Regions from separate parts of the Mus musculus genome. Here regions 1, 2, 3, 4 and 5 are each linked to region 6. The links are chromatin contacts, called in public Hi-C, HiChIP or PLAC-seq, Micro-C and promoter capture Hi-C maps. All regions are on one chromosome and are shown on one strand. Each heading gives the region's core, a stretch centred on a gene start, on an enhancer-like site or on the middle of the called end of the contact. The rest is flanking DNA. Distances are from core to core; before and after follow the strand shown. Region 1 holds the start of Ndufv3 (NADH:ubiquinone oxidoreductase core subunit V3). Region 2 holds the start of Pde9a (phosphodiesterase 9A). Region 3 overlaps Brd4 (bromodomain containing 4). Region 4 holds the start of Brd4 (bromodomain containing 4). Region 5 holds the start of Notch3 (notch 3). Region 6 holds the start of Sik1 (salt inducible kinase 1).

Region 1 (2,952 bases), core at 327-2,826, 340 kb before region 6:
GATTACTTCCCACAGCCCCACCTCTTATTGCTTCTAGTCCTTCACCATCACCCTGGAGACCAAGAACTTCCAGCTCATGAGCCCTCGGAGGGCAAATGCATACAGCTCTCCCACTGAGTAGTCTTTCCCTTGCATTTGTTCTTGCATCTCCCAGTTCCTCCAGCGTCTAAACTGGTCGGCTGTGAGAAGTGGAGGTTTTGAGTCCTATGGTTTTACAGCTCCAACTCCAGTCCCACAAAGGACAGGTGGTACCCGTTCCCCTCAGTATTATTTACTCACCTCTAAAGCATGCAAGTGTCCCCTGGAGACAAGAGTAGGTGAAGAAGGACAATTATTTGTGTGGTAGATCGAGCTTCTTCTCAGCCCACAGTGTCCGTAGCAATCTCATGTCACAGAAACCTTTCCCATTCTCAGATCTAGAAGATGCTCTCACATGGGCTGTCTCCAGTCTTCAGAGGCCTGCAATGCACTCTGTCTCTGGAGCCTGAACACTCCTTGGAGCTCCCGTCATGCCATTGTCCCCCTGACAGCCTGGACACAGCATTAACAGCTCTAATATTTTTTTTTCTTCTCAGTAATTCATTTCATTGTTCTGAATCCTTTCACTGACATTGAATTTTCCTTGGTGGAAAATTGGAGGTATAGACATAACCATCTATGTGAAATACTTACTGTGCACTGGGCAAACGTGTGCGAGGGGCCACCAATCAATCAGTGGGAAGAGGAATTCCAATAACACATACTGTAACACAGCTGTGCCTTAGATATGGTTCTCCAAAAAGCTTTGTGTGTTAAAGGCTTGGTCCTCAACTGGTGAAGTTGGGTGTGCATGTGTGTGAGTATATATATATATATGTGTGTGTGTGTGTGTGTGTGTGTGTGTGTGTATAATAGGGACAAATGACAGGTACTTTTCTTTCTCCTCCCCCCCCCCCACACTTAATTGTTATATATAAGTATACTGTAGCTATTTTCAGACACCAGAAGAGGGCATCAGATCTCACTATAGAGGGTTATGAGCCACTATGTGGTTGCTGGGATTTGAGCTCATGACCTCTGGAAGAGCTGTCAGTGCTCTTAATCGCTGAGCCATCTCTCTAGCCCCAAGTTTATCTATTGATTACAAACAATCTTTACAGTTACTCTGTAAAAGAGCAGGCTGTCTTTGAACTAGCCCTACTGCTGGTATGGTAGGTGGGCACCTCCATGCCCAGCTTCTGGTTTGTTTGTTCAAGACCACGCCCCTACTGGGCAAGCGCACTACCACCGAGTTGTATCTCCAAGAAACAACAAACTCACAAAGATCTCACCAAACACAGAAGTCTCTCAAGTCGAACCAGAAACGCAAAGGACATGATTCTAGCTGTGCAATTTTGGTAGGTTACAGACCAGAGTTAAGGGCGAGATCAGGGCAAGGTGGGCAGGCCCAAATCGGAGGGGCGGGACTTTCAGCGGGATCTACCCAGGGGAGGACCCCACGCTTTCCCGAACCCGGAATTGGTGGACTCAGTTAGGGGCGTGGCCTTAAGGAGCCCTCCCAGAATGCGCGCGCAAACGCTTGGGTCCACCATGGTGTGCGATTGGTGAACGTGGACGCGGGGCGGAGCCTGGGGTGGTGCGTGTGCACAAGTAGGTCACGTACCTAAGTGCGACCTCCGCTCTTGGCATTTGTGCCATGGCGGTCTCTCTCCTCCTGCGGGGAGGACGGATCCGGGCGCTGAAGGTAAAGGGCTAACGGGCGGGACATACCGGGCCCTTAGCCTGACCCTTAACTGCACCCGTGGGCCCGGTGCGGAGAGGGGTCCTAGGGCCTGTGCTCACCTGACCCGGACAGAAGGGTTTTCTCTGCAGGAGTGAAACCGAGTCACTGAGGCTGTTTTTAAAACGAAACCTGGCTTTCTCTGCAAAACTAGTATTGGGTTTTGTTTGGGTTGGGTTCGGTGGATGGAACCTAGGGCCCTGCGCTTGCTTGTCAAGAGCTGTCATTGAACTGGCCCCAAAGCAGGAAATGCTCACAGCAATATAAAATACAGGTGACAGAGGGCTCCCGTCGTCAAATGGGCACTGTTTAATTATTCCTTCAGGTATATTGCTCCCAGCGATTTTTTTCCAGCGTGTATCGGTACACATAATTTGTACACACACGGAGAATCATCAGTATAAATAGAAGTTTTCCGGTTCTTTTGCTCCACCCCCCAACCCCCTCCCTAGCATGAAGCATCCTAGGATCTAACACATACCTTAGCGGTTGCCGGCTGAATTACAATAAGATTCTTCTCAAATTGTAACACTTCTGAAGCAATTATCTACATCCTATTTACTAGTAGATAGTGTTTCTGCAACTTTACTAACTGTAGGGAGATAATTTTGCAAAAAGAAACATAGTATTTTGTAAAGTAACAAAATAGCCAGTAGAGTAAACTGGCTGCCCTGTATTAAGACCCAGGAGTCTTGGGCTGAGAGCCAACTGGGCCTTGCATCCAGGATCCAGGCCTGAGTGTTACAGCCGGCATGATGGCTGCCATCCAGAGGCCAGCACTTCCCTCCCCCCTCCCCCATGCTAACACAGGCTCCCCCCCTCCCCCCAACACAGGTCTGTCTAACTGAGGCTTTGCAGGACACGTGACAGCAAGAGCTTTTCTCAGAAGCATCTGTCTCCCATCCTCCCAACCCCTGAGCCCCAGGTTTCTGCAGAACATAGAACCAGGCTCTTCTCCAAGATATCCTGAAGCTTTGTATAACGAAGCTGGCAAAGTCTTTATTTTTAATAAAAACTTTCCAAGTGCCTATTTTGGGAAATTTCTGCAAAGATTAGGGAAATAAAGTTGTTTTCATTTACCCAGATGCTAATAGTGATTTTCCTGGAACTTGGGGTATATTTTTCTTGCAGCTTTTGGGGTATTTGTCAGAGCATTCATAATTCCCATATGTTATGACCATTGTAATAAGTGT
Region 2 (3,078 bases), core at 545-3,044, 470 kb before region 6:
TCTAGCTGTAACCATCCAGATGTGTCAGACCCCACCTTAAAGCCCTGTGTGCCATCACCCTCAAAACTCCAGTCACTTTTAAGTAATTCTCAACTGCCAAGCTTTGTCTAGGGCTACTTAGCTATACTAGGGGAGTGGGCAGGGGCCCCAGACAGCCAGGGTGGATTAGAACCATCAAGGTGATCAGGGGCTAGACAGCCTGTAGGTGGAAGATGGCTATCTCCTTCACCTTGTGAGTCCTCAGAGTGGGCGTAGCAGGGATCCCAAGCCTCCTACATCCTCGGGGATACGGGCTGCTGCTTTTGGGTCTCTCCCAGCGGAGGAGAGTAAGGGTATCTATGCTTCTAATGCATGCTGCTTTTGGAAGTCCCCGGCTTCATCCCTGCTCTGGACTCCAATAGCGCTGGAGCATTTTGGCAAGGCCAATGACCATCCACCAGGTGAAAACCAGAAAGGCCAAATGAGGGAAGGAAAAGGCCATGGACCAGGCTGTTTGGTGAGGCTGGTTCCTCTCAGGCCCATAGGATAAGGAGCCCCAGGCATTCTCAGCCAGCACAAGCCAGACAGCAGCAGATGGGCAGTGTGGCTGGAAATCCACTCAAGACAAACAATAGGCGCCTTCTCCAGCGGTTTGACAGCGGCTTCCAAGAGCAACAAGCAGCAGAGCCCCTCCTCCAGCTGTTCCCACAAGGAAAGCCCCAGAGAGTCATTTGTGTCCAGAGGCCAAGGAGACCTGAAATTCTCTCCCTTCAGGCTTACCATGTGCCCCCCAATCCCCATGAAAAATAGCAAAAGTATATGTGAGTGTTGTGGGGGCGTTGGTAAGGGAAGTGCTGCATCTAACAGATAGTTGACTGGGCAACCTTCCCTCTGCTTAAAGGGCAGGAACGGGGCTGCCCGGTCAACTCCAGGTGGAGGGAAACAGCCTTCCCGGCCCTTCCAGGAATGCACAGGCTGCTTGGGGAAGGAACTTTCCCCACTTCCGATTCAAATTAAGTGAGGGTGGCCTTTACTGCAGGATGGGGGTGTGTAAAAGGGGAGGGTGTAGTAGGGGGGAGGGAGAGCTGATTTCCCAGCACTTTGGGCCACAGCCACAGCTCTCAGCCCAATGACTGCTGTTAACTGACTGGTGTCTGTCTATAGGGGTGATCTCTGATCACCCTAAAGGGCACAGTGGGCATGTATGAAGGGGACCTTAGAAACAGGCTGTCAAGGTGACAGGAATCAAAGGAGAAGATGGGGAGGGGAGGGGATGGGGAGGGATAGAAAAGAAAGAGAGGGCCGGAGGAGGGAGGTGGGGAAGAGAGATGAGAGAGTGGGAAGGGACCCTAGGTGAGGAAAAGGGAGAAAGAAGGGGAGAGGGGGAAGGGAAAAGGTGGCAGAAAGGGAAGCAGGGTAGGGGAAGGAAAAGAAGGGGCGAGAGAACGGAATAGAGGAAGGTGGGCAGAGAAAGCAGGAGGAGGTGGGAGGGAGAAAGAGGAGAGCCTGGGAGACAGGAATAATGGGGGAAAGGCTGGGAGGGAGGGGGCAGACATGGGAGAGTGAGGAGAAAGGGTGGGGACGAAGGAGCTGAGCATGAGTGAGGAGGGGGAGAGGCGTTTGGGAGGAGCCTTGGAGAGAAAGGAGGAGGATGGAGAAGGGGAGGGATTGAAGAAGGGAAGGGAAGGGAGAGGAGGGGATGGAAGGGCGGGGCGGGCCAGCGCCGTGGGAGGAGGGGCGTGTGGAGGCCGCGAGCTGCCAGCTCTGGTTGGCTGGCCGCCCCCGCCCCTCCCCCCGCCCCCGCCCTCCCGGCGCGGCGGCCGCGGCGAGAAAGTAAGGTGAAAAAGTCCAAGTGCAGCTGCGGGCGCGATGGGGGCCGGCTCCTCAAGCTACCGGCCCAAGGCCATCTACCTAGACATCGATGGACGCATCCAGAAGGTACCCCGATCCCCCTCCCTCCGAGGCCTCCGTGCGCCCTAATAGGCGCAGGTGTCCCCACCGCGGGCTCGGAGCCCACGGATCAAGCTGATCTTGGCGGCTCGCCCCGGGAGGTACGGCAGCCTGCGGTGCAGACCCGCGGGGCCGGTTCCAGGTGGAGGGTGACAGTCTTGAGGGGGATCCTGCCTCTGCACCCTGTGGCCTCGCGGCGACTGAAGGGACCCGCTTTTGACTGTGCCGTACGCTGTCCTCCCAACCAACTTGAGCCACGTAGGAGTGCGGTTCGCCACAGACCCTTTTTGTTCATGGCCCTCCCCAGCCCTTCTAAAGACCCTTCTCTGGGCACAGAGTGCCCTTGACTTCTGTTGATTTTGACAAAGGGACAATGGGCAAGCTGGCCTGGAGGACGGTTGGGGAAGGGGGTGTCTCATTAGCTCCTCCTAAAGTGCCTATGGAAACGCCTTTTTTTGTGGGGGGAAATTGCACCCGGACATCTCAGGAAAGTCGGGCAGCTTGCTGTGGACTCAGCAAAGGAAGCTAAGGAGGGTTGCCTGCTGGGTGTGGGCCCTCCTTTCTCAGGTGTGCGCTCTCTTAGCTAGCTGGCTGGTTTGCTTCCCCAGTAGGAGAAACCTACCTTCCTCAGCCTGATCCTGGGAAAATGGGAAGTCCCATCCCTCCTCCAAGGTGGGCCCTTTGATAGGCTCGGTGACTTGGGGTGGCCTGAGAGGCACCTTCAAGCATCACTGCTCAGCTTCTTACTTAAGCAGGAAGGGCAGGTGCAGGCTCTGACTCCAAAGGCACAACTACAGAGATTTAACAGCCGCCCCTTCCAGAGGAAGGAAGGGCTCTCCTTGTGTGTCTTCCTGCTTCAGTCCACACGAGCACAGATGTGTTCATGCATGTATGCACAGTGTGTATACAAAGCACATATCTGTACACATACATTTCCCCCATCCCACTAAATGAGAATTTATTAAAGCTTTTTGTTTTGTTTTAATTTTGGCGCAAGGGATGGGCTTCATGCATATGAGGCAAACTCTTTGTCATTAAGCCATATTGCTGGACTTCTTTGAGCTCTTTAAAGAGGAAAGAGAAGGTGTCACCTGTTCGGCAGTGGTAGGTCCTTCCTAAATTCTCCTCAAAGGTCCTCAAAGAGCTGCT
Region 3 (3,315 bases), core at 277-2,776, 350 kb after region 6:
CTTTCCTGGGCTAAAGTCACTGCAAGGTCTGGAGTCTCAGAAAAAGATGGAAGGGACGAAGAGAGGAAACACACTGTGATCAGGCTTTGCACACAGAGCAGCACCACATGTATGCATAGAGGAGGATTATTATCACCCTCTAGGAGATGCCACCCACCCAGAGGACCCCAGATGACCAGGGAGGCTGGGCAGGATAGCCAGGCAGTCTTTGTACAGAGAGGCCCAGGCAGCAGGCCAGGCAGGCAGCCTTCCTGAAGGTGAAACTAGGTGTGTGCTGCTGGACATGACTAATCCACCCCAGGGGATAGGCCCAGGGCTCTGAGCAATTCCATAACTTGATGGAGTCCTGTCCCTTTCACAGAAGAAAATGGGACTTAAGCTATAGCTCGCTGGGAAGGAATCTGGAACTGAAGACCGTTTTATTAAGAGTCCGTGTCCAATGATTAGGCAGGACCTAATAGAGGGAGAAAGAAACCAGTGTGAGAGAATGGTGTGGAATGTACCGTTCAAGTTACAAGAACAGAAGAATTGCAGACTGGGCCAGGTTCTGTGCCCTAGTGACTGAAAGGGCTCAAGAAGACCTTGTTGGAAACCAAGAGCCCCATCCTTGACTGGCCTGCCTTGGCAGGGATGGATAAATCTACACCACAGAAAGGCCACAGTGTATGTACAAGTCTCTAAAATTGTTTGAAGCTTGTCTGCACTTCTAAACAAAACTGATTCTGCTAATGAGTTCCATGTGCCCTGACTATGTATTCTGGTATTTTCTTTACTCCTGAAGTCCCTCTTACATGTGAGAGGTGCCCACTGCCCCCAAGCTATCTCACCAGCCAGGTGTGTCAAAGTCACCAGGAACCAGCTTCAGAAAAGCAAACTACCAACCCTTTCTCATAGAGTGGTCAGAGAAGAAAAGCCCCCAATTAAAAAAAAAAACTTCCCACTGAGGAAGGCATAGAGCAGAGCCATTTCTGTCTATTTCCACATCTCTATTAAAAGCAAATTGGTGACATAACAATTGTTGAGGGAAGGAAGAGGTCAAAGAGGCCTTATCCTTTCCATCCTTTTTCAGGACATCCAATATGGATTCTGGTCCAGAGAGGGGTCTGGACTGGTTCCCACATGTAGCAGAGTGGCGCCACTGCTGGAATTATAAATGTTACAATCCCTAGTCCCAGAACATGCCTGGGAAAACCCCGCCCACTCAGCCACATTCCACAAAGCTGGCCCTCACTCTGGGGAAGCCCAATCAATCCCTTCAAACTCCTGAGCTTCTGGAGGTGCCACCTGGCTCAGTACATTTCCTACTCTCAAGAGGCCTTAACCCTTTCTGAAGTAACTGTCACATTCTGATAGCAGGATCACTATACCCCTGAAGGGAAGTCTCAAAGATCCTGGGGCCAGGGAGCTGAAGCTGGCTCCCTGATCAGAGTCTCTAGAGTGTGTCTCATTGCCCCTGTCTGCACTTCCCAGCTCCAGCCTTTCCAAAACACCACGCATTCCTCTTTACCCTGGAGCTATTAAGGAACACCCACATGTTCCAATCCTGGGAAAAGGAAGTAAGACTAAAATAGCTGGACCGTGCTCTTGCATGAACAGACTGCGCTTCCAGAGCTTTCTCACTGTATGGCTCCAATCCCACTCTAGGCCAGGCAGCTGAGGTACACTATAGGGGTGACTCCAGAGTGGATGCACATAATTAGCTATGTAGCTACCTATACTCACAAAGACCTGTGGAAAATATATGAGGAGAACCAGATATTAGCAATATAATGAAAGAACTTTACCCCATATGAAGGATGATCTGATTCTATACTGGTGACTGAGAGAGTTCTGGGAAAGGAGAGCCACAGTGTCTTACACCCTGACTTTCCCCGCCCAAGTTTGAAGACTTCCTAAAGTTGAAGGGAGTTACACCTGGGCCTTATTCTGTTTATTCTAACATGGAACCAGTAAGCAGTTCCAGACTCAAGCTAGAGTCAAAGCTCAATGAAAAACAGAACAGCCCAACTACAAATAACTGGGTTCAAGACAAATGTCACGAAGGGCCACTGGTGCAGTTGCTACACATGGAGGATCACACAGTGGCTGGAATCCAGCCAGTAAAGCATCCCACCCACTCATCGTCAGTGTGGTCTAACCCTATGCATTCTTGTATACCTTCTAGCCCCTACTGAATGCTTCTCTTCAGTTGCTTTAGATGGTCTGTATCACCGGGGCCATGGTAGTACAATTGACCCTTAGTACAAATAACAAAAATAGGTTCCATGAGAAATTTTAGCTTTAATTCAAGTAGAAAAATAAGAACATGAAAAACATAAACTAGACCCAAAGACCAAAGTGAAACAACTTCCGTGTCTACACCATCTCTACCTTGGCCTCCTGACATGGTAGTACTACTTGTTACAGAGGCTAGCTAAGGTGGCTGGGCTTCCTGGACCCAGGAGATCAGCTACTAGAGTATTCACCCACCTCTGCACTCCAAATATCACAAACAGCAGTACCTGTGTGGTATGAGGAGACAGAAGATGTTTTGCTAGTATATGCATGTGTCCATGGATGACCATGTCTTTTTGTGTCTTATGTGGGGTTCTAAAACAAAATCTCATGTTAACAGCTTCACAAGACAGCACTCTGTACATAGTAGGAAATAAAAACTAGTGGTCTGAACGAAGACAAGTGGAGGCCAGCCAAAAATGGGAAGGATATCATCTGGAATGAAGGAGAGGCTCAGCCCAGGAGCCAAAATGGTCAGGGTCCATAGCCAAGGCCTAAAAGTCTGCGATCAGCAGCTCCATGACTTTAAATCCCACCCTCCTTCCCGCCAGGACAGCCGTTCCCAGGGCTCTCGGGTTACTTGTTGCACAAGCTTTCTACTTAAGTGAGGAGGCGGGTTAGGGGAAAAAAGTCTTCTTTCTGTAACAGTAGCAAAAAGCTGCTGGAAATGCCATCATGACAGCCATCAAGGAAAGACAGATGGAGGGCACTCATGTGGGACCATAGGAGGACTACCACTCAAAGAAGAGGGATATGGGGGCAGTGGCTCAAAAATACTTGTGTGTGGGGTCAGGGTCCTCTAAGATCCTAAAGGTAAGCCAAGATGTTTAGCATCAGGTTAGGGTCAGTCTCTGGGATTGTCATTTGAACACTTGGATTCTTAGAAAAGAAGGCTGCAAAATCTTAGGAGGGACAATCTAGAAAATACCCCCCCACACACACCTCCCCAAAAAAGAAAGAGAGAAAACAGAGGAAAGGCAAATGTAAAGCTTGACTGGCAATAAAAGTGAAAAGTCAGTGGCCACCAAGAATGCTAATGGA
Region 4 (3,233 bases), core at 725-3,224, 430 kb after region 6:
ACAAAGTCTAAATTCCTTTAAATAATTCAATAATTTAGTGGAAATTTTACTAAGTGGTCTAAGGTTCTCCAGCAATCCTTAGATAAAAGTTCCCTCTTGCAGCCCTCCAAATGAAACACACGGGCATTCAGAACATCCAAAATGTCCCAGTCACTTTTGTATCCTAGCTTTCATCAATAAGCAAAATCCCTTATCTTTAGCAATTTGCATGTGCAGAATGCTAACAAGATAAAAAGAGGTTTATTTCCAGTTAAGACCAACTAATACCACTTAAAAAGACTTACTTTACCTTGAGTCCTTAAATACTTTATTGGCTACCAAAGATAGGATGTACAAATCAGCAACAATATATTTTATAATTCTGGGCTTTTCCTTCTAGATTTGATCAATTCAATTCAGTCTTTGACAGTGTTACCTTTTCCAACCTTCCTAGTTGAAGCTTTGAGAAGGAAGGAGTTGGTTACCTATAAATGCCCTCTATGGAAAGATCATTCTCCATCCAAATTAAAGTGAATAAAATAATGTTCTTGTAAATTATTGTAAAGCCCATAAAACTGAGCCCCAGCTGAAGACTTCTAAACAGGGTTTGTCTGTATACCCTGGCAGTCCTGGAACTCACTTTGTAGACTAGGCTTGCCTCGAACTAAGAAATCCACCTGCCTCTGCCTCCCGAGTGCTGGGATTAAAGGCGTTCGACACCACGCCCGGCTAGCTGAAGACTTCTTGAAATTGAAAACACATTCATAATTCCTTTGCATTTTTGTGGGTGACATTCTTTTTTTTTCTTTTTTTTTTTTTTAATTTATAGCTGTCTTCATAAACCCCAGAAGAGGGCATCAGATCTCATTACAGATGGTTATGAGCCACCATGTGGTTGCTGGGATTTGAACTCAGGACCTTTGGAAGAGCAATCAGTGCTCTTAACCGCTGAGCCATCTGTCTAGCCCTGTGGGTGACATTCTTTACAACACCCAAGCTCTACCAATTCCAAGGGAAGTTGACATCTCCATTCATAAAAATTTTCCAATTTTTTATTATAGCACTGAAGAGCACATTGGCTTAGAAGTACACTGAGAGTTGGATTTTAGTAACCAGGGGCTATTAATATCACCTTTGATGATAAGTAAAGACATTCTCAAGAGGGCTGCTGCAACTGGCATCCAACATATATACACACACAGGAGATAATCTCACCAGATTTCGAAAAGCATAAACAAGTAAACAAGCAGGCTAAAAACACTTTTAAAAAAACAAACAAAAAAACCCTTGTCTTGAGTAACAGGGAGGTCAGCCAATCAGCAGAGGCACATGACTCACCCACCGGCCTGAGCAAAAGTATTCACACTGTCCACTACACTAACGTGGGATTTCCCATCTCCAACCCAGCTCGGCCTTGGGGGCTTCTTGTTTAAGTGCTATTTCCGTGTTTGTGTGTAAGGGGGGGGGGGGTCATTTTGCTGAATCACAACTCTCCAACATCCCCACCCTAAACCGACACACTCCTGCAAGTAAGAAGCCATTGCAAGGGACGGCAGCAAGCAGAGACCCATCAAAACAAAGCACCCAAAGAGTAGGCTTCCAGGTTGGGAGTGGGTGGGTCGAGAGGGACTCCTGGTCCTTCGTCACCCTTCCTGTCCCCTGGGTCCAGCCTGGAGCAGGCGTGCAATGGAAGCTCTCTCCCTGTGAACAAAATCTTCTACCTCTTTCTAGGCAGAGCTCCGGGGACAGCCGGAAAGGTGAGACTATGAAGCGGGAACTCGCTATCCCAGCACTGGCAGGAGTACCCAGCTGACGGAAGGAGAGCGCGCCGGGGCACGACGCGCAAGAGCGACCCGCCCCAAGGGGGAACTGCAACCAGAGAGAGCGGGCGGTACCCGCGGTCAGCATCCCCGGCCCGGACTTACGCGGCCCGGCGCGCACCGCAGATCCAGAGGCAGTCGCTTCCTCCTCCTCCTCCTCCTCCTCCTCCTCACTTGACAAAATGGCGGCGGCAGGAAGTGCCGGGAGCTTGGCCCGCCCCCCGCCCGCCCCCGGCCGCCCAGCGCGCCCGCGCCCCCGGTCCCGGTCCCGGTCCCGTTCCCTGCCGCCGCCCGCGCCAAGGGGGACAGCGGCGGGCGCAACTGCCCCGGTACAAAGTCCGCGAGCCCACTCGGCCGCCGCCGCCCCAACGGCGCGGGCTGCCCCGGCAGGGCGCGAGAAGCACCAGGCTCCGGGCCCACGAAACTGCGGCCTCCCCACCCCCGCGCCGATGGCGTAGGTGGTGGCGCACCAGCCCCATTACGCAATGCAGGTTACGCGGGCCGCGCCGTGGGGCCCCGGCAGCCCGCCTCGCGGCCGCGAAGGACACCGGTCCCCTCACCTGAGACGCTAGGCCGCACGCCGCCGCACGCTGTCCGGGACGCCAAGCCGGGGCCCGTCCGCCGCGCCCGCCGCGCCGCTGCGCTCACAGGCCCCGCTCGCCCGCGGGCACTGCTGGCAGCCTCCGCCGCAGCCGCCGCCACTGCTTCGGTTCCTCGGCTGCGGGAGAGCAGAACAAACAGCCCTGCCGCCGCCGCCAGCGCACTGATGTCACCACGCACGCTGCGCGCGCGGCCCCGTGTCATCGCCGCCGCCCGGCGTGCGCGTCCCGCTGGTCCTCCCAGGTCCGGAGAGCTTCGTTAGTGCCGGCGGCGGTTGTAGAGGTGAGGACAGGAGACTGGCTCCCCCGACTGGGGGGAGGAGGGCGGGAGTCCTTGGAACACGATCGAGGGTCTCTGAGGACTGTGTACCCCAGAGGGATACACAGAAGAGGGAAGATCAAGAGAAGACAAGAAGAGTCTTCAGGGCCATCCATAAGGAAACAGCTTTTCGGAGGAAGCCGACACGCAGACTCAGGGAAGGAACCTTGCAGATGAGTGGGGATCTTCACATGCAAGAACGACAAGAAAAGATTTTTTTTTTTCCCCCAGAGCTGAGGACCGAACCCAGGGCCTTGCGCTTGCTAGGCAAGCGCTCTACCACTGAGCTAAATCTCCAACCCCAAGAAAAGATTTTTAATCCAAAAATTTAAATAATCCGATGACAGACTCAAAAGAGCAGATGGTGAAGAGAGCCCTCAGACAGGTGATAGAGGAACATTAAGGCCAGAGGACTATGGCTAGTTGTGTGTCAGTGGGAACTGACAATTGCTGAAAATACAGACACGTTTCACTATATTCACTACACTCAATTTATGGAATCAACTTAAGGAAAAT
Region 5 (2,948 bases), core at 14-2,513, 310 kb after region 6:
CCTGCCTAGTAGAGCCTAGAGGCTAAGCCACTCTCTATGCAACTCTCACCCGGCCCAGCACTGAGTCCCACCATAGGAGCCCTAGAACCCCTGGCCACAGCCAACTGCCTATGCCCCTCCCCCGCTGATCAGGCCTCCCGGGGCAGGGGTGGGGGCGCCCCCTCAGTCCCCGCTCTGGCCCTTCGTGGGTCCCGCTTTGTCTGGCAAAGAAAGCGTGAGGCCGGCCGGGGGGAGGGGGTGTCTAGACGGCGAAGCCATTGTCCCGAGCGGGGGAGGGGAGCTCAGAGTGGAGGAAGAGGGGAGGGGGGCCCAGGCATGCTGGGGAGGGGCTGCGGCCACAGGGATGGGGGCCCAGAAGCTGGAGATGAGCACGTGGACCTCGCCCCTTCTCCTCCCGGCACAGAGACGGGGTCCCGAGACTACGGGATCCCGGCGGCCTGAAGAGGGATCGGGCGGCACGCGGGGGAGGGGGCGCGGGCTTCGCAAGGGCTCCAGCTCCTGCTTCTCGCGCTCCAGCGCCGGGTCTTGCAGCTCTCCAACATGAGACGTTTTCTCCGAGTTCAGAGCTCCGAGAACTCCGCGCCCCCTCCTTGTCCCCCCCCCCCCTTCACGGCCCGCCCGGGATAGGGGAGGCGCTTTTGTGCAAGGGGTCCTAGGCCTTGGGGGGTCCTTGAGCCCCCATCCTAACCTTCCCAGGACTCCAGGCAGAAGTAGGATGGGGTGAGCCTGAAACTTTTGGTACACCTCGCTTCCGAATTTCAGCCCCAGATTCCCACAACTCCAGCTCCTACTCTTGGACTCTTGATTCATTCAAGGGTCTCGATTCCTTGGGCCTCTAGGATCCTGCCTTCCCATCATGAATCTGTGCGAACCCCATGACTGATACACACCCCCAGCTGCTGCATCTCTGCCCCGGCTTTAATCCTGGGGGGGCAGGTCCTCTAAATTCCAAACTTAGGAGAATATATATATATATATATATACTTTTTTTTTTTTGCTTCCCCGCCCCTGCAACCCCAGTCCCACCCTCCGAGTCCCTGATCCCTCACCTGCAGCCCCCAGCCCCGCTAGCAGCAGCAGCAGGGGCAGCGCCCGCATGGGCGGTGGTGGCGGTGGCAAGGCCATCAGGCGACGACGGCGGCGGCGGCCCCGGGCCCCCAGCCCCATGGCGGCCGGCCACGACCCTCCCTCCTCCCTCCTCCCTCTTTCCCAGGGCTCCGGGCACGTCCCGGGCCAGCCTCCGCGCCGCCAACTTCGCCGAAGTGAGGCTGTCGGGCTGCCCCGCCCCCAGGCCTGGGCGGCTCGCCCCGCCCCGGGGCCGGCTCTGAGCGCCCCCGCCCCCTGCCCGGCCTCCTGGGGTCCGACCCTTCTACCCGCCAAGCCTGGGACTTGCAGACCTCGGTACACTCAGGTCTGCCACAAGAGATGCGGGCTTAACCTGCGTGACGTGACAGGTATCCAGCTCGTGAGCACATCCATCCTTATCCTCCAGCACACAACCAAAGCCAGGGCTCACACACACAGTCATGACACAAACGCAAACACCCCTGACTCCAAACCCTCTAAACCTGGGTGTAGAGAGGCCAATGAACAAAAGTAGCCGCACCCATGCAAACCATATAGAAGTTTCATGGGGACACTAAACATCAATCACCTCAAAACTCAGGCTCCAACTGCGCCACAAACCCGGGCGGGCAGCATTTACAATCTGGCCAGGGGTTTCGTGGATATGAGTCTCATGTACCTGTGTGCAGCTCTCCTACAATGTGAAGATCACAAAGGTCTACCGAAGAGGGAAAGGTGCTTGCTGCCAATCACAGACACCCGAGTTCAATTCCTGGGCCTCCCATGCTAAAATAAAAAAACCAACACATACATTGTCTTCTGACTGCCACATGTACCCCGTGATACACATGCACTCCTACACACACTGTGCTCGAATGCTTGCACGCACGCGCGCGCACACACACACACACACACACACACACACACGCTTATGTGCGCAAGAAATAAGATAAAATACTTTGTAAAAAAAATCCACACCAGCTCCTAGCACATCCCACACTCTACATGGTTTTACCATGAGGCCTATCATTTCGTTGCCATTCACTGAGTTTTACATCCAGGAGACCTGCAAAGGCTCTGAACACTCCCTCTGTGTGAAGTGAGAATGGAAGCTCTAGAGGTGCATTCAGGGGAAATCTCAGGAGTCGGGTGAAGGGTGCCGTTCTTGAACATCTCCATCACTAGGAGACCAAAGGACTGAAACAGAGGACCCATATAATCCTGGAAGGGCATACACAGACACTCCTGTAGTGGGAGGAGAGAACAACTTCCACAAGTTGTCCTCTGATCTCTACATTGTAGAGGGCCCATCTCCCCTCCCTGCCGCGCCCCCCCCCCCAACTGGCTACATAATAAATAAGTGTATTTTTGTTAATTGGGGAAGATGTCATGGTTCACACGGTCTCCAGAGGCAAAGGCAGATAGATCTGTGAATTCAAAGCCAGCCTGGTCTACCTAGCAAATTCCAGGACAGTCACGGATACACTTTTTAAAGATTTATTTGTGTGTGTGTGTTTCTCTGTGTGTGTGTGTGTGTGTGTGTGTGTGTGTGTGTGTGTGTGTGTGTGCACTAGTGTGAGTACCTGCATATGCAGAGACCAGGGAAGGCACTGCACCCCTCAAAGCTGGAGTTATGGTCATTTGTGGAATAGCCAGCTTGTTACATGAGACAACTGGAATCTGAAATCAGATCCTCCTGCTGCTGCTGCTGCTCTCTTAACAACTGAACAGTCTTTCAGGCCCACTTCGTTGTTGTCCTACTTTGGGGGCTTCTCCTTTTCAGGCAGAGTCTCGTGCAACCCAGACTGGCCTTGAACTTACTGAAACCAGAATGACCTAGAAGTCCCAGTCTTCCTGGCTTTGCCTCCCAGTGCTAGGATTAA
Region 6 (3,165 bases), core at 123-2,622:
TCAAGAGGTCACAAGAAGTTGGGGGAAAAAATTAAAAGAAGCCACTAACATTTTTTAAAGGGATAGAAGTTAAATTAAAGCCTCTGTATTTTTCAGCTAGCTTTATTACAAGGAGCTGCTCACTTCTGTTGTGTTCCCCCCTCTCTATTTCTCTCTCTCTCTCCCTCTCTCTCTCTCTCTCTCTCTCTCTCTCTCTCTCTCTCTCTCTCTCTCTCTCTCTCTCTCTCGGAAGGGGGCGGTTGCTGGTCATTATTATCTTTGCTCTTCCCTAGTAATTGTACAAATTATGTAGAAGCATAATACAAAGCTTTTTTCCCCCTTTACCAGACTAAACAATGTCATCGTTTACAATTGTGACAATCAACTCCACAGGACTGAATCAGCACAGGGGGCCACCCCCTGGCTGGATCCACCCCCTGGTTTAGTCCCCCCCCCACACACACACACAACACGCGCGCGCACCTGCGTTTTGGTGACTCGGTGCCGCGCCAGCTTAACCACTGCAAAATTGCCTTTGCCCAGGGTCCGTTCCACGTCGTAAAAGCCCACCCGGAGGGGCTTCTGCTGGCCCTGGCCAGTGCCTGAGGGGACCGCACTGAACTCCGACATGATCACCATGGCTTCGGGCCGCACCTGCGGGTCAGCGAGGAGTGCGCTCAGCACCGACCGACTCCGGCTCGGTCCCGATCCCATTCCCCGCCAAACCCGGCCACTGAAACTGTGTCCGCCAGGCCACCACGCGTGCGTCCTCAACCCTCTGTTCCTCCAGCCCCAGGCTCCTAGTGTGGCCCCGACCCAGGTTCGCAGCTCACACCCCCACTCGCTCATTCCTTGATACAGTATCTCCTCGGCTAAAGTCCCCACGCACACACTCCTCTATCCCGAACCCCCAGCCTGCGCCCCCACGCGCGCGCCCCCTCGATCCCAGGTTCCCTCAGTGCGAGCCCCCACGCACGCGCCCCCCGACCTCCGGTCCCGGCCGGGCGCGCGCGCCAGCAGTCCACCCGCAGTCGACCCCAAGCCAGCTCCTGGACACCCTACGGTCCCGGGTTTTCACCGCGCTCCCGTCCACCAGTGCCAACGCTCGGCTCCTCAGGACAGGCTCCACAACCGGGCGCTCGCAGACCCGCCTCCGGGCGCCGACCCGCAACAATAGGGAGCCCGCCGGGCTGGAGTCCTGCCCGCGACCCCAGGCGCGCACCTGCGGGTTTCGGAGACCCGAACCCGCGCCATTGCTCACCTCCGCCGCCCTCCGTGAGCCCGACCCGGGATGCCACCCGCTCGGCTGCTAGCTCTGCTCCGGTGCCCGCCGTTCGCGCCGCCGCCGCCAACGCTGCCGCCACCGCCCGGGCCTCGCCGCATGTCAGCGCCCCGCCGCCGCCGGCCGCACGCGGCAACGCCCCGCCCCGCCCCGGCCCCGCCCCGCACAAGCCCCGCCTCGCCCCGCCCCCCGCGGCAGGCACAGCCCATTGACGTCGTTTTGACGCCAGAGCGACGCGCGGCCCGGTGCCTGCCGAGGGGGAGCGGAGATCGGGCGGTTGCCAAGAGACTGGAGGCTCTGACGCGCGCGCTGGTGAGGCCGTCGCCATGGCGACCGCGGGCGGTGACGTCAGGGGCCCGGCTCAGCAACCGCCCGAGACTGCTGGCGCCCCCTGCCGGGCATGGGCGACACTGCTGTAGCCCACCCCCCCACCCCACCCCCGCCCCCGACTAGGAGACCGAGCCTGCTTTAGGACCACTTCCAGGGGCTTCATGGTGGGTACGGTGCCCTTTGGGTGCTCAGTGCTCGCTTCGGACTCAGCAGGGTGGAATAGAGCTGCGGGATTTTCGGCGTGGGACTCTGGGGCTGATGGCCCTAGACTGATCAGTCTGCTATGCTGGGCACTCGATGTGCCGCCAGCAGTGGCTGCCCCTTGACCCTCACTTCATCCCTGAGAGGGCCGGCCAGCTGCAAGAATGCCTGGCTCTAGGAAAGTGTTGGTTAGTTGAACGCCACTTACTTTTGTTATAGAAAGAGAGAGGGGGGGGGGGAGGAGAGAGGAGAGAGAGAAAACCTCTAAATATTCAGCAAGTTGGAAAGTTAAAGCAGGAAAACGCGACTCATTTTCCCAAAGCCTCCTGCTTCAAGGGCCGCCTGGTCCAGCAGTGGTGTCCTGGGACAGCTGAATAGGACGCGTGCTTTAGACACGGGCTGCAAAAGGACCCAGCCACTACTCAGGGCTGATAGGTGGGGCCCTTGGAGGACTGGGCACTTTGCCCATTTTCTTGCTGTCTGCCAATTGGCCCACCCTGTCTGTCCCCAAGCTGCTTCCAGACAACAGATAGGACACAGGGCGGCTGGGACCTTGGAACTGACCCTGAGAGTGCCTGCCGGAAGCAGGGCCCATTAAAGGGGAGACGGAGTGTGGAGAGAGTGGAAATGGCATGTGTGTGACTCCTTCTGTTTGTGTTCCCTCACACCTCATCAGAAAGTAAGATGTGTTCTTAAGGGCAGACGAGAAAGGGGACAGACGATTCTCCAAAGGCTAGGAAGGTGGCGGTTTGGAGCTAAACTTCTGTGTCTCTCTTCCTCGTGGCTTCCTGTGTGAGAGAAAAACTAGCACCGGGTGGATTGATTAATCACAATTGATTCAGAATTCATCAGAATTCATTCCTCAACGGAGGAAGACTTCCTGGGTAGAGGCGGGTGGTAGGCTGGCCTGAGATAGGGCTCGCAGGGGCCAGCCATGTACTACTGCTACTGTACATTACTCCCACAAGGATCGTACCAGTTGCAGCCCTGCCTTTCCCGGTCCGTGTGTTTTGAAGGACATTCAAGGACAGTAGCCATCTCAGGGCCCCTTAGTCTTCCAACATGCTCCCCCTGGTTTGTCCCAGGTTCATAAATCAAGGTTTGGGGCAGTTATTTAGTCTCTCCTATCTGAACAGCTTACTGCTGTTCCCCTCACCCCTGGGCGTCCTAACATCTCTCCCTGTTCCCAGGAGAGCTGCACAGAGGGTAGGAAACCCCTTGTTCTTACCTCATGGGCCCCCATCCTTTCCCAGCCTGTCCACCCACTGGCCTCGGTCTAGCCAGAGCCTTCCCAAAAGGTCTGAGGTGTTCTTCGCAAGCATGTCATCAGTGTGAGGTTCCAAAGGACAAATGGCTGAGGTGCCTATTAACCT

What was found. Promoter capture Hi-C pulls out the DNA fragments that hold promoters and counts their contacts. Hi-C and Micro-C count contacts between places; a contact is called where the count stands out from the background. HiChIP or PLAC-seq counts read pairs in DNA pulled down with a chosen protein or histone mark. Capture Hi-C pulls out chosen DNA fragments and counts their contacts.
Region 1: a contact with region 6 is called in an H3K27ac HiChIP or PLAC-seq map of microglia, with 8 times the contacts expected there. The contact joins the promoter of Ndufv3 here to the promoter of Sik1 in region 6. A contact is called at or near these places in 7 of 39 promoter capture datasets (the 3T3-L1 cell line, 3T3-L1-derived adipocytes, hippocampal neurons and 2 more), 35 of 484 Hi-C or Micro-C datasets (B cells, CD4 T cells, CD8 T cells and 23 more), 14 of 115 datasets of contacts at active chromatin or transcription factors (the SCID.adh cell line, astrocytes, bone marrow-derived macrophages and 7 more) and 3 of 9 other capture datasets (embryonic stem cells, liver and pancreatic islet).
Region 2: a promoter capture Hi-C map of second pharyngeal arch cranial neural crest shows a contact between it and region 6. The contact joins the promoter of Pde9a here to the promoter of Sik1 in region 6. A contact is called at or near these places in 2 of 39 promoter capture datasets (cranial neural crest and second pharyngeal arch cranial neural crest) and 1 of 115 datasets of contacts at active chromatin or transcription factors (embryonic stem cells).
Region 3: a Hi-C map of cerebral cortex shows a contact between it and region 6, with 2.3 times the contacts expected there. The contact joins the enhancer-like site here to the promoter of Sik1 in region 6. A contact is called at or near these places in 2 of 39 promoter capture datasets (the 3T3-L1 cell line and the SN4741 cell line) and 7 of 484 Hi-C or Micro-C datasets (3T3-L1-derived adipocytes, the N1E-115 cell line, adipose-derived mesenchymal stem cells and 4 more).
Region 4: a contact with region 6 is called in a promoter capture Hi-C map of pancreatic islet. The contact joins the promoter of Brd4 here to the promoter of Sik1 in region 6. A contact is called at or near these places in 2 of 39 promoter capture datasets (hippocampal neurons and pre-B cells), 2 of 484 Hi-C or Micro-C datasets (B cells and CD8 T cells), 1 of 115 datasets of contacts at active chromatin or transcription factors (pancreatic cancer cells) and 2 of 9 other capture datasets (adipose tissue and pancreatic islet).
Region 5: a contact with region 6 is called in a Micro-C map of embryonic stem cells, with 2.2 times the contacts expected there. The contact joins the promoter of Notch3 here to the promoter of Sik1 in region 6. A contact is called at or near these places in 1 of 39 promoter capture datasets (hippocampal neurons), 2 of 484 Hi-C or Micro-C datasets (B cells and embryonic stem cells) and 1 of 9 other capture datasets (adipose tissue).

The regions. Positions count from the first base shown.
Region 1 is chr17:31,518,539-31,521,490 of GRCm38.p6, forward strand. It overlaps Ndufv3 (NADH:ubiquinone oxidoreductase core subunit V3), which reads left to right and starts at 1,577. Exons shown (of 4, transcript NM_030087.2): 1 at 1,577-1,723. The coding sequence starts at 1,676. It also overlaps a transcript of Wdr4 not described here.
Region 2 is chr17:31,384,440-31,387,517 of GRCm38.p6, forward strand. Pde9a (phosphodiesterase 9A) reads left to right here and starts at 1,795. Exons shown (of 19, transcript NM_008804.4): 1 at 1,795-1,917. The coding sequence starts at 1,849.
Region 3 is chr17:32,206,540-32,209,854 of GRCm38.p6, forward strand. All of the region lies in intron 12 of Brd4 (bromodomain containing 4), which reads right to left. Among named protein-coding and RNA genes, the nearest start is that of Ephx3, 19 kb to the left of the region's middle. Within about 2 kb of position 1,527, at least 59 of the 459 cell types and tissues checked have an H3K27ac peak or open chromatin away from gene starts, as enhancers often do. A contact at or near this core is called in 3T3-L1-derived adipocytes, cerebral cortex and cortical neurons, where this site is marked.
Region 4 is chr17:32,282,159-32,285,391 of GRCm38.p6, forward strand. It overlaps Brd4 (bromodomain containing 4), which reads right to left and starts at 1,975. Exons shown (of 20, transcript NM_020508.4): 1 at 1,905-1,975.
Region 5 is chr17:32,165,627-32,168,574 of GRCm38.p6, forward strand. It overlaps Notch3 (notch 3), which reads right to left and starts at 1,264. Exons shown (of 33, transcript NM_008716.3): 1 at 1,050-1,264. The coding sequence starts at 1,167.
Region 6 is chr17:31,854,432-31,857,596 of GRCm38.p6, forward strand. It overlaps Sik1 (salt inducible kinase 1), which reads right to left and starts at 1,373. Exons shown (of 14, transcript NM_010831.3): 1 at 1,241-1,373; 2 at 463-633. The coding sequence starts at 618.